2 separate regions of the Gossypium hirsutum genome follow, and region 2 is linked to region 1. The links are chromatin contacts, called in public Hi-C maps. All regions are on one chromosome and are shown on one strand. Each heading gives the region's core, a stretch centred on a gene start, on an enhancer-like site or on the middle of the called end of the contact. The rest is flanking DNA. Distances are from core to core; before and after follow the strand shown. Region 1 has its middle 16 kb from the start of LOC107939327. Region 2 holds the start of LOC107939334 (gamma conglutin 1).

What was found. Hi-C and Micro-C count contacts between places; a contact is called where the count stands out from the background.
Region 2: a Hi-C map of leaf shows a contact between it and region 1, with 5 times the contacts expected there. The contact joins the promoter of LOC107939334 here to the enhancer-like site in region 1. A contact is called at or near these places in 8 of 34 Hi-C or Micro-C datasets (anther, leaf and petal).

What each region holds. Positions count from the first base shown.
Region 1 is chrD11:60,936,461-60,942,608 of Gossypium_hirsutum_v2.1, reverse strand. No RefSeq gene overlaps it. Among protein-coding and RNA genes, the nearest start is that of LOC107939327, 16 kb to the right of the region's middle. Within about 2 kb of position 2,373, at least 7 of the 9 cell types and tissues checked have an H3K27ac peak or open chromatin away from gene starts, as enhancers often do. A contact at or near this core is called in leaf, where this site is marked.
Region 2 is chrD11:60,976,799-60,983,381 of Gossypium_hirsutum_v2.1, reverse strand. It overlaps LOC107939334 (gamma conglutin 1), which reads right to left and starts at 4,221. Exons shown (of 2, transcript XM_041104336.1): 1 at 3,747-4,221; 2 at 3,301-3,494. The coding sequence starts at 4,221. The coding sequence ends at 3,301. LOC107939333 (heavy metal-associated isoprenylated plant protein 34) reads right to left here. Exons shown (of 4, transcript XM_016872657.2): 3 at 6,074-6,583; 4 at 5,252-6,071. The coding sequence ends at 5,565.

The sequences.
Region 1 (6,148 bases), core at 1,124-3,623:
GAAATAAAGTTAATTAGAATTATATTTTGTAGTAATTCAATATAAATTTATCTTTTTAATTAAAAATAAACTGAATGAATAAAAATAGATATAAAACACGTGGTTAATAAAATATGGATACAATTTTTTAATTTACTTAGTAAATAAATTTTAGGGGAAGAGGTTTATTTGATTTCCATCAAACTTTGCAAGGGAGTAAAGATTGTATGAAATAAGGATGTCATGTTATGTCATTCTGTATCTCTTTTTAATAATTTAATGATATTTAAGCAATTTTTTTCATGTTATTTATACACAATTTTAGTAATTTTTTTAACTTGAATCCTGAGCCTAACCCTTGAACTCGAAATTCTGAATCTCGAACCTCAAACCTTAAACCTTGAACATTGAACTTGGTCTTTTGGTTTAAGGTTCAAGGCTCAAGTTCGGGGTTCAAGGTTAAGATCGAGGTTCAAGTTAAAAAGGTTACTAAAATTATGTATCAATGACATAATTTTTTTTAAATAATTAAAAAAATACATAATAACGTGATATATTAATTCATACAATCCTTTCTCAGGTTGTAAGTGAGGTTTTCCTTTTTTTCCTTTTCAAACCATAGCAGCATAAAATTTTAGCTGGACACCACAATAATAGCTTAACCTCCACATGGGCATATATTTGAATTTTTTAATGTAAACTAATTTTAATATAAATATATTTTAAAATAAATTTAATCAAAGGCTATTATAATTTATTATTTTTATTATATAAACAAATATTAATGTTATAATAGTTTAATAAATATATAAATCTTATATTTTATATGAATGAATTATAAACAAGTAGATATATATACCAATTGTTATAAAAAATAAATTAACCATAAAAAAATTAAAAAATATTTTATCATTTAATTTAATAAGTAATTTAAAATAATTAAAAAAATATTTAAAAATTTTATTTTATTAAATAAAATTACAAATTCAAATATTTTTAATAATTTTATAAAAATAAAATAATTTAAAAACTTCTATTATATATAATTTCTAATCTAATATCTTTAATAATTATATTCTATTTTCACCTTATCATTACATTTACTTTTGAATCCAAACATACACCTTACTAAAGTTTTTCATTTCAGCGTTACAATAATTAATTTCACTATCACTATTGTTTTTAACCTCACTGGAGACAAACACATCGCCAATCTAAAAGAAGCCTTAAGCTCCATTTAATATCCGAGAATATTTTCTATTTTCATTTTAGAAAATAACTAATTTTCTAAACATGTTTAATAAAAATAAAAACTTCTAGTATTAAAAAGAATTAACAAGTGGTTGGATATAATGGTAACACATTACACTTCTAAGAGGAAAACATATGTTCAAACATTGGAGATAATATTGTTGAGAAGCGCAATCACAAACCTTGAATATGAACGGTAAAATCGACATGCAAAAGAAAGTGATAAATTTATGTGTTGGACAACTGGATATGATAATATCTTATGAATTTATTTCCGGAAAAATGTACAAGTTAAATGTTATTGTCAATTCTTACAAAGCAATAATAGAGTACAATAAATACTTATTCGTAGCATATTACTGAAGTTAGGTTATGGCCATGGAGAAAATTTATTCAACTCTAAAATGAGAAGGAACAAAAATTCCTTATTAGTCCCCATCTTTTCATTCTCATCTAATAATTGAACCAACTGAAAATTTTCCCTATTTTCAACCAAAAAAAAGTTAGAAATGGTAAGTAGGGATACAAATACCTATTTATCAGAAAATAGGTTAGTATAATTGATTTCACATATTTCGGATTTATAATTTAAAGATGCTAAATGGGTTGAATAAAAAAATTAAAAATCGAGGTGTTTGGATAATTTATAGAATACAAATTAAAAATTAAGAAAACCCGAACAAATTAAATCAACCATGAAGCTAATCCTAGTACACAATGTCACAATTTGCTATATATAAATCATGATGGTTTATTTGAATAGGTTTGGAAATTAGTAAGGTTCAAATAAGTGGAGCAAATTGGTTGCCAATTGCCATCTTCTCATTGAAGCAAAAGGATAAAAGAAGGAAGGAAATTGAGCATGAACAGAAAAGCAAAAGATATTTTTTTTATTTAAACATATTAAAGGAAAAGAGAAAAGAAGAAGAAGAAAGAAGTGCTTGAAAAAAAATATTACAGAGAAGGACAGTGACATGTTTTTTTCACAGCTAGTTGACAATTAAGTTGGGTCCCTCAAAGCACAAGGGTGGTGGTGGGTTACCCTTAAATCAGGGACAACAAAAAAAGAGAACAGCTTCAATGGCAGTGACCTTTATGAGCTGAGACCCTGTCTGAAGGGTCCCCAAACAAGCAAGAGCCATTATTTGACTGGTAGTACCCTTCCTTCTGTTGGACAGTCACCTCATGCTGCACACAGGCTCAGCCTTGTGTGTGTGTTTTATTTTGTGATAAGATTTTGTGGTAAGGTTGGTATTGGTGACAGGCTGACAGCCAAATGTTAGTAATTTGATAAGGTTGAGTGGTTCATTCAGTCCAGTGTGTTTGGTTGGACCCATCACCATGAACCATGCCAAACCAACAGGCTAGCCTAGTGTAACACATGATTGGTTCTGGTTCTTGTGTTAGATAAGATATTAATTAATCCCTCAACTAATCCCACTGTTCCACTACTCATTTCTTTATTTTAATCTTTGGGTTGGATTTTAAAACTATTTGGAAGATCTCATCAGATTTCCAAACATAAAAGATTGATTTAAAGAGGATTTATGGTAAAATGACCTTTCCGAACTCTCTATTTTAACATTGAGTAAATTGGTATATTTTTAAAAAATTAAAGTAATTTAATTACTGTCAATTTCGAAAGTGAGCAATTAAGAACAATTAATCACCACATTAATATTTTTCATCAATTGTACATGATCTTGATTGATATAAATAAATTTAGCCCTCATATTTTATATATTCTGTCAACTTGGTCCTGATTTAACAAATTTAACCCCATTATGTGAATGTTGATTTTTTTAGAATTAAGATTAAATTGACAAAATATGCAAACATCAAGAGCTAAATTTTTTATTATACCAATCGAAATTATGTTGTGATTAATTACCTTTAAGTACTTATTTTCAAAGTTAATAGGGATTAAATTGCATTAATTTGTTTAGAGGAGCTAATTTGCTCAATATTAAAATTGAAAAGAATTGAAAATGTCTTTTTACCATTAATAACCCACAATTAGACTAAGCTTTCTTTTCCAGATTTTTAGATGTCTAATAATTACATCGAACTCTTTACTACTTAACGTAACACGCATACGTAATGGATCATTCTATAACTGGTTTGTTACCCTAAACCCAGAATTTAAGGCATAAAAACTAATAAAATTGACAATACAATATGCATACACTAACCTGTGTTTTGATTTGAATGGTTTCGAACACCTAACCAAGACTTCTATTGATGTTTATAGATTGGGACATGGAATGATAATGGAAGCTGAACCTTGAGGATAACACAGAAGGTTGATGTCCTCAAATTACCTAATTTCACTGTAATGGACAAATCATGCTAAAGGGGGGGGGGGTTTAAAAGAAAAAAAATCGGCCAAACATTGCTTTTGGACCACTGCAATATATCTTTCTTTGAAAAAGATGATGATTTTGAATCTGGATATTAAAACGTGAGATGAATGAAAAGTTGCGTTTTATTCATACCAAAAGTTAATAATTATTATTATTTTTGTCTCGATTTTTTATTTTTATTTACTCCGAGCAGTTTACTCAGAAATTGGTGCAATTTTTACGTTCAAAACGGTATATTGACTAATTTTTATTTCAATTGATTCGATCAATTGATTTGATTCGACTCAAACAACATTGTCAATATTATTTAGATTTGAGTTGAGAACTAAATATGTTTATGAGAAGAGATTATCTGAAACTATGATTTCACGCCATCCCTATTCCTATCCCATTTCCAATAGGAGAATGACAAATCAGATTTTTCCTCTTGATTTTCAATTTTTTTTCTCCTAAAAAATTCAAATCCAACTAAAAATGTTAAAAGTTCAGGAGGAAAATTTTGATTTGTCGTTTTCTTATTGGAAAGAGATAGAGATGACGTAGAATCACAGTTTTATACCATCCTTTCTTTTATGTGTATATATATATGTCCAACTTGGGTTAATTTAATATATATATTTACATCAAGGATGATTTCTTGACTATGTTTCACTATATGATGAATACATGTTGTAAACATGAATAGTCAAAAGAAAAAGAAAAATAAAGAGTGGGACTAAAATGAAAATACCCCCAATAATGACTTCAAAGAACTGGCTCAAGCTACCTTGACTCAACTACCTTTGAATTTCATTCCAAGTATAAATTCAACAAGAGAGAAATATATCCGTAAATCAAAGGCTAATTGGTAGTTAACCGGATTCTTCTTTTGCTTTAGATTTTTTTTGGTAAACTACATTTTGATTAAATTATTGATAAATTTATATTTTGATAATTTAATTTTAAAAAAATTATAAAATAATTATTAAATTATTCGAAAGTTTTTATTCAAGTGATCGGGCTCTTAAAATCATCGTTGTATGACTTCTTTGTTTGCACTGCCTGCGCTAAATGAAAACTCTCATTCCCCTTTTTTTCTACAGTTCAATTGTTTTTCTATGAAACAACTTTAAACGTCACAAATCTATGAACCAAAATCTAAATACCTTTCTTTTCTGATCTTCAACACTGATCGTTTTTTCTACTCATCCATAGACACTGATCCACCGTACCAATCGTCAAATTGTCACTTAGAGTTGGCAAGTCAGATTTTAGAAAAAAATCTTAACATCCCAGTAACTTAAATAAAAACTTTCAAATAATTTACTGATCACTTTATAACTTTTTTAAAATTAAGTGACCAAATCTTAAATTTACTAATAATTTAATAATTTAAACATAATTTATTTATTTATTTAAAATATTTCTAAGTTTACAAAGAAATTGATTCTGTGTCTTAAGACTACCAGGTAGCCTGTTAGTAGGTGGAATTTGTGGTAGCTACAAGTCCAATAAAGCAGACTATAAGTCTATAACCTAACCATGGACCATTCAAATATAAAAAGCATGGGAATCAATAAAACACTGACTATTTTTTTTTTTACTTTTGAATGTGTGTGTGTGAGACAGGGGATCGATTCTGTCATGCCATGCAAATGCTGCAGCCGACATGAAATTCGAGCCCAAACCTTTTTTTTTTTTGGCTGTAATAAAGAACAAGAACAATCCCAACAAAGATTCAAATTCTACATAATATAAGAGCAAAAACCCTTGTTTCTTTTTTGCACTTTAAGATACCATTCAAAGACAAGAGTTTTCACTTTTCACTTTTGTCCCCCTCATTCTCACAACATTGAAACGATCTTCAATGAAAACTTTAATAAATTCCCAAGCTTCTTCTTCTTCTTCTTCTTTTAATTTTTTTTGGCTTACTTGTACTGCAAGTATTCTTCTCTGCCTTTTTTCTGTTCCATTAGCCTTAAAAGAGAAACATGGACAATGAGCGAGAGAGGAACATTTCAGGCTTTAACTCGACAGGCTTTGTTTTCTTCCCAGACATGACAAAAATTTGTAAGAAAACATAACATGATAGGAATTTTTGTTTCTTCTTTTAATTTTCTGGTATCCTTGTAAACTACTGGATTAGGTTTGGTTCTGCAATAAGAAATGTAAGAGCTTGCAAGGCAATGTATTGCTGATTTGTTAAGAGTCCAAAGAAGAATCCCAGATATAGATTTTGTTGTCTGTTCTTAATTTTGATTGCAGTTTCAGTTGTTGTTTTAACACATTTCGAGAAACAAAGGAGTTGTATATGCAGGGCAAAACATAGCCTACTCTAATAGGTTAAATTCTGCCATTACTCTCTGTATTTTACTAAACTTATGGGTTTAGTCATTATATTTTCATTTAGTTATTTTTACTTTTATACACTTTTTCAAATTTTCAAATTTTAATTTTCCAAAAATAATAATTATTAAATTAATGTATATATTTTTTTAAAATTTGATATAGCAATCATATGTCACACAACCCTAATTTAAGTATCACTTTCAATGAAAAAAAATGGAGATTTATTT
Region 2 (6,583 bases), core at 2,972-5,471, 39 kb before region 1:
AACTCACACATCTTTGAGTCACCTCTTTCAAACAAGTCACCAAATATCTACATTAGCAAGCAGCGATATAAGAGGAGTTTGATATCTTAAAAAGTAAGGAAACTAAACCCTTTTCTTTGAGATCCAAATGCCAGTGTAATTGACCACAAATGGATTTTCAAAATTAAGCAAAAATTCAATTGAGCTATACAAAGCTTGACTTGTTACAAAATAGTACACTCAATGGGAAGATGTGGACTATCATCCTACTTTTAGTCCTATCATTAAGTAAACTACCATTCTCCTTGTACTATCAATTGTTGTTCAAAATTAGTGGTCAATAAAACATATTGATGTCAACAATGCTTTTCTACAAGGCTATATTGATGAATAAGTTTATGTGAGACAACCATTAGGTTTTGAAGACCATAATCATCTTGACTATGCTTGCCAGTTAAAAAGGTGATATATGGACTCAAGTTGGAACCTTAATCAAACAAAGGACTCACAAAATTTTTACTAAAAATTGGCCTAAAATAATCTAATTGTGATGCATCCTTATTTATCCATGATGGCTCTAGTATTTTAATTTATTTGTATGTCTATGTATATGACATTATCATGACTAACAGTAATTCAACAATTGTTCAACATGTTATTACTTCTATTTCATAGAAATTTTCACTAAAGAACTTGGTTCATTATTTTTTTTTAGGGTAAAAGTAATACCAACTATAGATAGTCTATTCCTATCACAAAGTAAATACATTCACGATATTTTAAATGGCATAATGATGTAAGACAGTAAAGGAGTTCTTACTCAAATTAGCTCATCTCACCATTCCAAGTTTCAAAATGAGTTTAACCCTACTAATGTCACTATATACCGAAGGACTATTGAGAAATTCTAATATCTTTCCTTTTCAAGATCTAATATTTTATTCATTGTGAACAAACTTTTGTAGTTTACTCATGCTCCATTGTCCCTACATTGGAAAATAGTGAAACACATTATTTTGTACTTGAAACAAACCTCCATCTATGGTATTCGATTCACTTATCATTTGGATCCAAATCTTTATAAATACTTAGACACTAATAGGGAAAGTGATCACACATATCATAGTTTGACAATTGATTTTATGCTTTATTTTGGTCCAAATCTAGTAAATTGGTTCCCAAAGAAATAACCTACCATTGTTCGCTTCTCCACTGAAGTTGAATATCGAGCCATCACAATTGTTGCCTCTAAAACTCTTTGGGTCATGAATATGGTAAAAGAGCTCAAACTTCCACTATTTCATCCTCCAAAAATCTTTTGCAATAATAAAAGTGTAACATCTTAGAGCCAGCATCCGATTTTGCATAGCAAAATGAAGCATCTTGAGATAAATTTACATTCCATTCGTGATTATGTTGAAAGAATTTTTTTTGTTGAGGCAGTTTATGAAAAATGCCTAGGAGTAGTGTCTACTGGTGTCTGACATTGATCAACATCATAACTTGCTATATATGGACTTAGCAATTTTAGGAACAAAATCATTGAGCTATGACCATGGTTGATACTTTGGACTTGTTCAAGCCGATTTATGATATCCAAACCTATTATAGGAATACATCTTAAAGATTGGTTTGGATTGAATTAATGAAATTGACTTTCCTATTTTGAGAAGATTGGACTAGATCGGATAACTGGGTAACATCTCCTAAGGATTTGAATATCTATCTTGGTCATATTGAAGATGTTATCCCTACTGATTATCTTGCTATTTTAATAAGAAGATTGAATATAAGTGATCTTTATCTTAACAAGTGTTAACTTCTAATATATTAAAAGGCTTGTGTAGGTAAAGGAGTGTAAAGAGTTTTAGTAGTTATTCTATTCTTTAGAACTTATTTTTCAGAGTGCATTTTGTAAGTAATCAAGTGAGTCATTTGGTTTACAAACTAAGTTTTCAAGGGGGAATTAGAGGAAAATTATCTAAATCTTAGGTGTAAAAGTAAGGTTAATAATGTGGTGAGTATTAGAACTTGCAATCATTTGTTGTAGGAGGTGTTAAGATAGTAGATTTTCTTTTTAGGTAAGGCCTCGTAGATGTATGAAAACTGAACTATGTAAACATATCATTGTGCTCATCTTTGTTCTTCATCAATGCCTGGAGTAGTTGACACTGCTCGTAGCACTGCTTCTAAAATTGCTCAAGTTACTTGCAATTGTCCTTTTTTTTCAAATATGAATGTCACTCGCATTCCTACAATCAATCAAATTATTGACACACGTATAAAAGCACAACCCAAATCAATCTTCATGCATAACCTCAAGAAGTTAGGTGTTGCTCCACAACCTCAAACTTAAGAGGGCGTATTGATTGACCTAGTCAGTAATTAAATTTTTTTTCTAAATTTTAATTTTAAAATTTATTTGAGTTATCTCCTTTTTCTATGAATTTTGTTGATAATTTATGTGTATAAATATATGTCCACTCAAGGAATAAAGCACAACCCACTTTTATCTTTTTCATAAACATTTTTACTTCTTCATTCTCTTCTTTTATTCAATAATTTTTTTTAGGTATAAAATTTTTAGCGTTTATCTTCAGTCATATAAAACTTGACTTTGTTTAAAATAATGTAAAATATTTATAAAAGGATAAGGATAAAAATGTACAATAAAGAATTTCATAGTTTAAAAAATTAGGCCAATGTATTATTTGTACTCCAAAATTGTACTCAATTATCACTTCAATATCAAATTGATACAAAAAAAAATTTAATACCTAAGTGACAATTAGGTACAACTTTGGGGGGCAAATAGTACATTCACCCTTTAAAATTTACATTTATCAAACAAACACTACTTAATTTGAAGTAGCACACCAAAATAATTTTATAATTTAAAGGGTTAATTGCATTAAATATCCTCAAACTATGATTCTCATTCTAAATTAATTTTTAAAGTTCAAAACATTCTAATTACATCCCTAAACTATCGATGTTATGTCAATCAGGTCCTTATATTATTAAAATCATTAATTTCATTGCATCATGGGAAGTTGTACAACAGATGTCAAAATCGAGAGTCAAGATTGAGGGATGATGTTCTGGTCTAGAAAATAGAGAAGAAGCCCCCTCAAATGAAGTGTCTGAGGTTACTTAAACTATAGTTATTTCGGGCTGAATAATCGGGTTAGATCTTGAGTCGAATCCCAGGTCAGGTCCTTGTATAGTTTTTTATAGTTGTATAACATAATACCAGCTAAAGATCAACTACTAGCAAGCACAAACTAATATATGCAATGGGCTAAAACAAAATCATTCTCTTTATGGAATAGCAGTGAAGTTTAAGTTATTACAAGAAGTCCTAAAAAACAACAGGGAAGAGCTGAAACCCAGCCTTGATCTTGCCATGTCAAACTGTATAAGATTATTCTCCATTTGGTAAGCCCCAATAACAATTGCAGCTCGAGTGTTAAGTCCCCCATCAACAAAGGCTAAGCAAGAAACTCCTGGTGTAGCTTCAACCAGAGAGTTCGATCCGTAAATCCTCCATATAACATGTTGGTCATGGAGCACTAGGTCGATATTAGGAACCTTTGGTCAGACCCTAGTTCTTTTGTCGATACTTTTCGAGTTAAAACAAACCTCAAAAGGTTCCACTAGCTTTACTAGGGGAATACTAGAGAGCTCTTTAGTGAAAAATTCAGTGACGGATTTGAAGATCGAGTGTTCGAGAATGGTGTAAGGATTTATTGTGCTAAGCTTTGTACCTCCAATGCCTCGTCTATCGATGGATAACAGAGTTGTGTTTAATGGAACATCCTTGTTATTTATTTTGATTGATTTCACTTCTATGTAGTACTCTCCTAGTGGACTAATGATCAATGGAGTGTAGCCTACAGGGAGTGAAATATCAAGACCAGGAAGCATATAATAAGGGCTATCCCCAAAGAAAATGGCCCCATTTGGAGCTAGACATAAGGCAAATGTTGGGGCAAAGCCAGCATATCCAAAGTGTGAGGCAAGTTGAGTGGGTAGAGAAATAGGGGAATACCCTAATCCAGCTACCCCTTGAACATTCCCTGGTAACACTGGTTGCAGCAAAAGGGAAGGTGCACAAGTGAACAAGAACCGAGGTATCTTAACAAGGGGACCAGGGTTAGACCCTTGAGTGGAATAGATTGACAGAACATCTTGTGCAAGCTCGCTCATGGCAGTTAGGCCCGTCACGGGGTTCACCGACATGAGCCCACATGTGTTGTTGTGGCACCCCGGTCTGGCCTTGGAGAAGCAAGTGTGGCAATAGTGTGTGTTGGCTCTAGCACATTATGTCGAATAGCATCAAGGGGCATGGTAGGTCGAAGAAAGGTAGTTTTGTTCACAAGTAACCCATAATAACCTCCCATTCAAGTCCACAACAAATGGGATTTGCAATAATGGAGTTCTTTTATAAATGTTGGCAACATAGAGATTGGTCTTGTTATCTTGGTGAATTGGCAAAACAAACTTGTTTAGCTTGGAACTTGTTTGGGATTGTGATAAAAGGGTGAAAGAAGAAATGGAAAGGAAAATGAGAAGAAAATAAAGGGAAGAAGAAGCCATGAATGGAACAAGGAAAAGGTTAAGCAGGAGGGCATCAAAAGGTGTTATTTATTGGCAATTTAGTTCTTAAAATCAAGGCATCTTTGTGTCGTGGCATTTCTCATGTGAAGGTTCATGCGTGATTTGCATTTAGTTACCTGAAAATCAGGCTTTGAAACATGTGAATCGTGAACTCATAGAAGGCTCCATGGACCTTACTGGCTTTGCCTAGAATTAGAGACCATTGTTGTGTACAAGTAACATATTTATTTTCTCGTATACATCAATGACATCATAAAATGACCTAAAAACCCGTTACCTAAATTTCATAGACAAAGACAGCTGAAAACTTGTTCATGCCTTTCAAAAGTAGGCTCAAGTTCTTGGCTATAGTGCAACTCCACTAATTGGGTTCCATGGTATAAATGGCTAATAAAAAGTAGTGGCAGAGATGGGTGATGGGCTCATGGCTTCTAAACAAAAACTAGAAAACGCAAAAGTAAAGGACAAATGCCTAAAAAGTTGAACATTGTTATAAAATGAGTATGAAAACACTTCACCTTCTAAACTGAAAAAGCAAGATAGCCCTCTCAATGGAATTTCTTCAAAGCAAAAATAATTGAAGATTGCAATCATAAGAAAGAAAAATGGGGAAGTCAAAACCAGAAAACCAAATGGACCCTTTAGATAGGGATTGATGCCCAACCATGTTCTTTTTTATATTTGAAACCAACAATACATAAAAACCTACATTTGGTACATCTTTTGAGAAAGCAACTATATATACTTCATTATATATCCCTCAAACTTTAACTACACTTCTGTTCTACATAGTGACCCAAAGACTGTTTGGGGAATGACTATAGGGAAAACTAAACATTTTCCATTGGCAAGAAAAACATAAGCAAATGTCTTCTTGAACCTCGCAAAGCATGTATAAAAAGCACCCTAAAAAGAAAAACCCAAAAGCAAAGAAGGGAGAAAATGGCACTAAAATGGGGAAAATTTTACATGATACTACAGCTGTTTGCGTTTTCATCACTGAAGTAATGAGCATAAGATTCAGATGGGGGTGGATGCATGGGTGGAGGTCCATAATTTGGTTGGGGATATGGTTGATGAGCATACATCATGGGTGGATACATCCCTCCATTTGCACGTTGTTGGTTCATCATCATGGCTGCCATATATTGAGGCTGATTATAAGGATTTCCTGGTCCCATCCCTTGATAATACCCACCACCATTATTCATTGCTGCTGGTAGTCCTTGCACTGCAGCAAAATTACTCATCTGGTTCATCGGATGGTTTCCCATTTGGCCCATGTTATAACCCATCTGACCACCCATTGAACCCATGTGACCCATCTGACCTCCCATTTGGCCCATCTGCCCCATATTCTTACCGCCGCCGGCGGCACCACCCCCACCCCCACCTCCTTTGCCATTATTAATAACATCAATGTCTTGAAACCCACCACTTTTAATTTTGTTCATCATCTCATGGCCCCACCACCACCATTTTTGCCTCCACCCTTTTTAGCTCCATGGCCATTATTGTTTCCACCACCACCATTGCCTCCATTTCCATTGTGGGAACCTTTGTTTTTACCACCACTACCATCCCATTCATTTTTACCCTTACTTGAAAAATCTTTTTCACCTTTATCCTTCTTGAAAAATCCAAGCAAACCACCACCACCTCCTCCTTTTTTACCACTCTTTTTATCTCCTTCCCCATTGTTTCCTTTCCCTCCTTTGTTCTTTTCACCACCTCCTTTCTTTCCTCCATTACCATGCTTCCCACCTTCAAAATCCCCCATGCCTTTCATTAACATAGGCATATCAATACCTCCTCCTTTCTTACCATTATCCCCACCACCACCACCTCCTTTCTTACCATTCATGGCAAGGCCATTAATCATGCCATTTGGCCCTTTTCCCCCCATAGCTACCATCTTGTTTTGCATTTGATGATTCCCTTTCCCATGGCCATGTCCATGACCAAATTCCTCATCATCAAAATC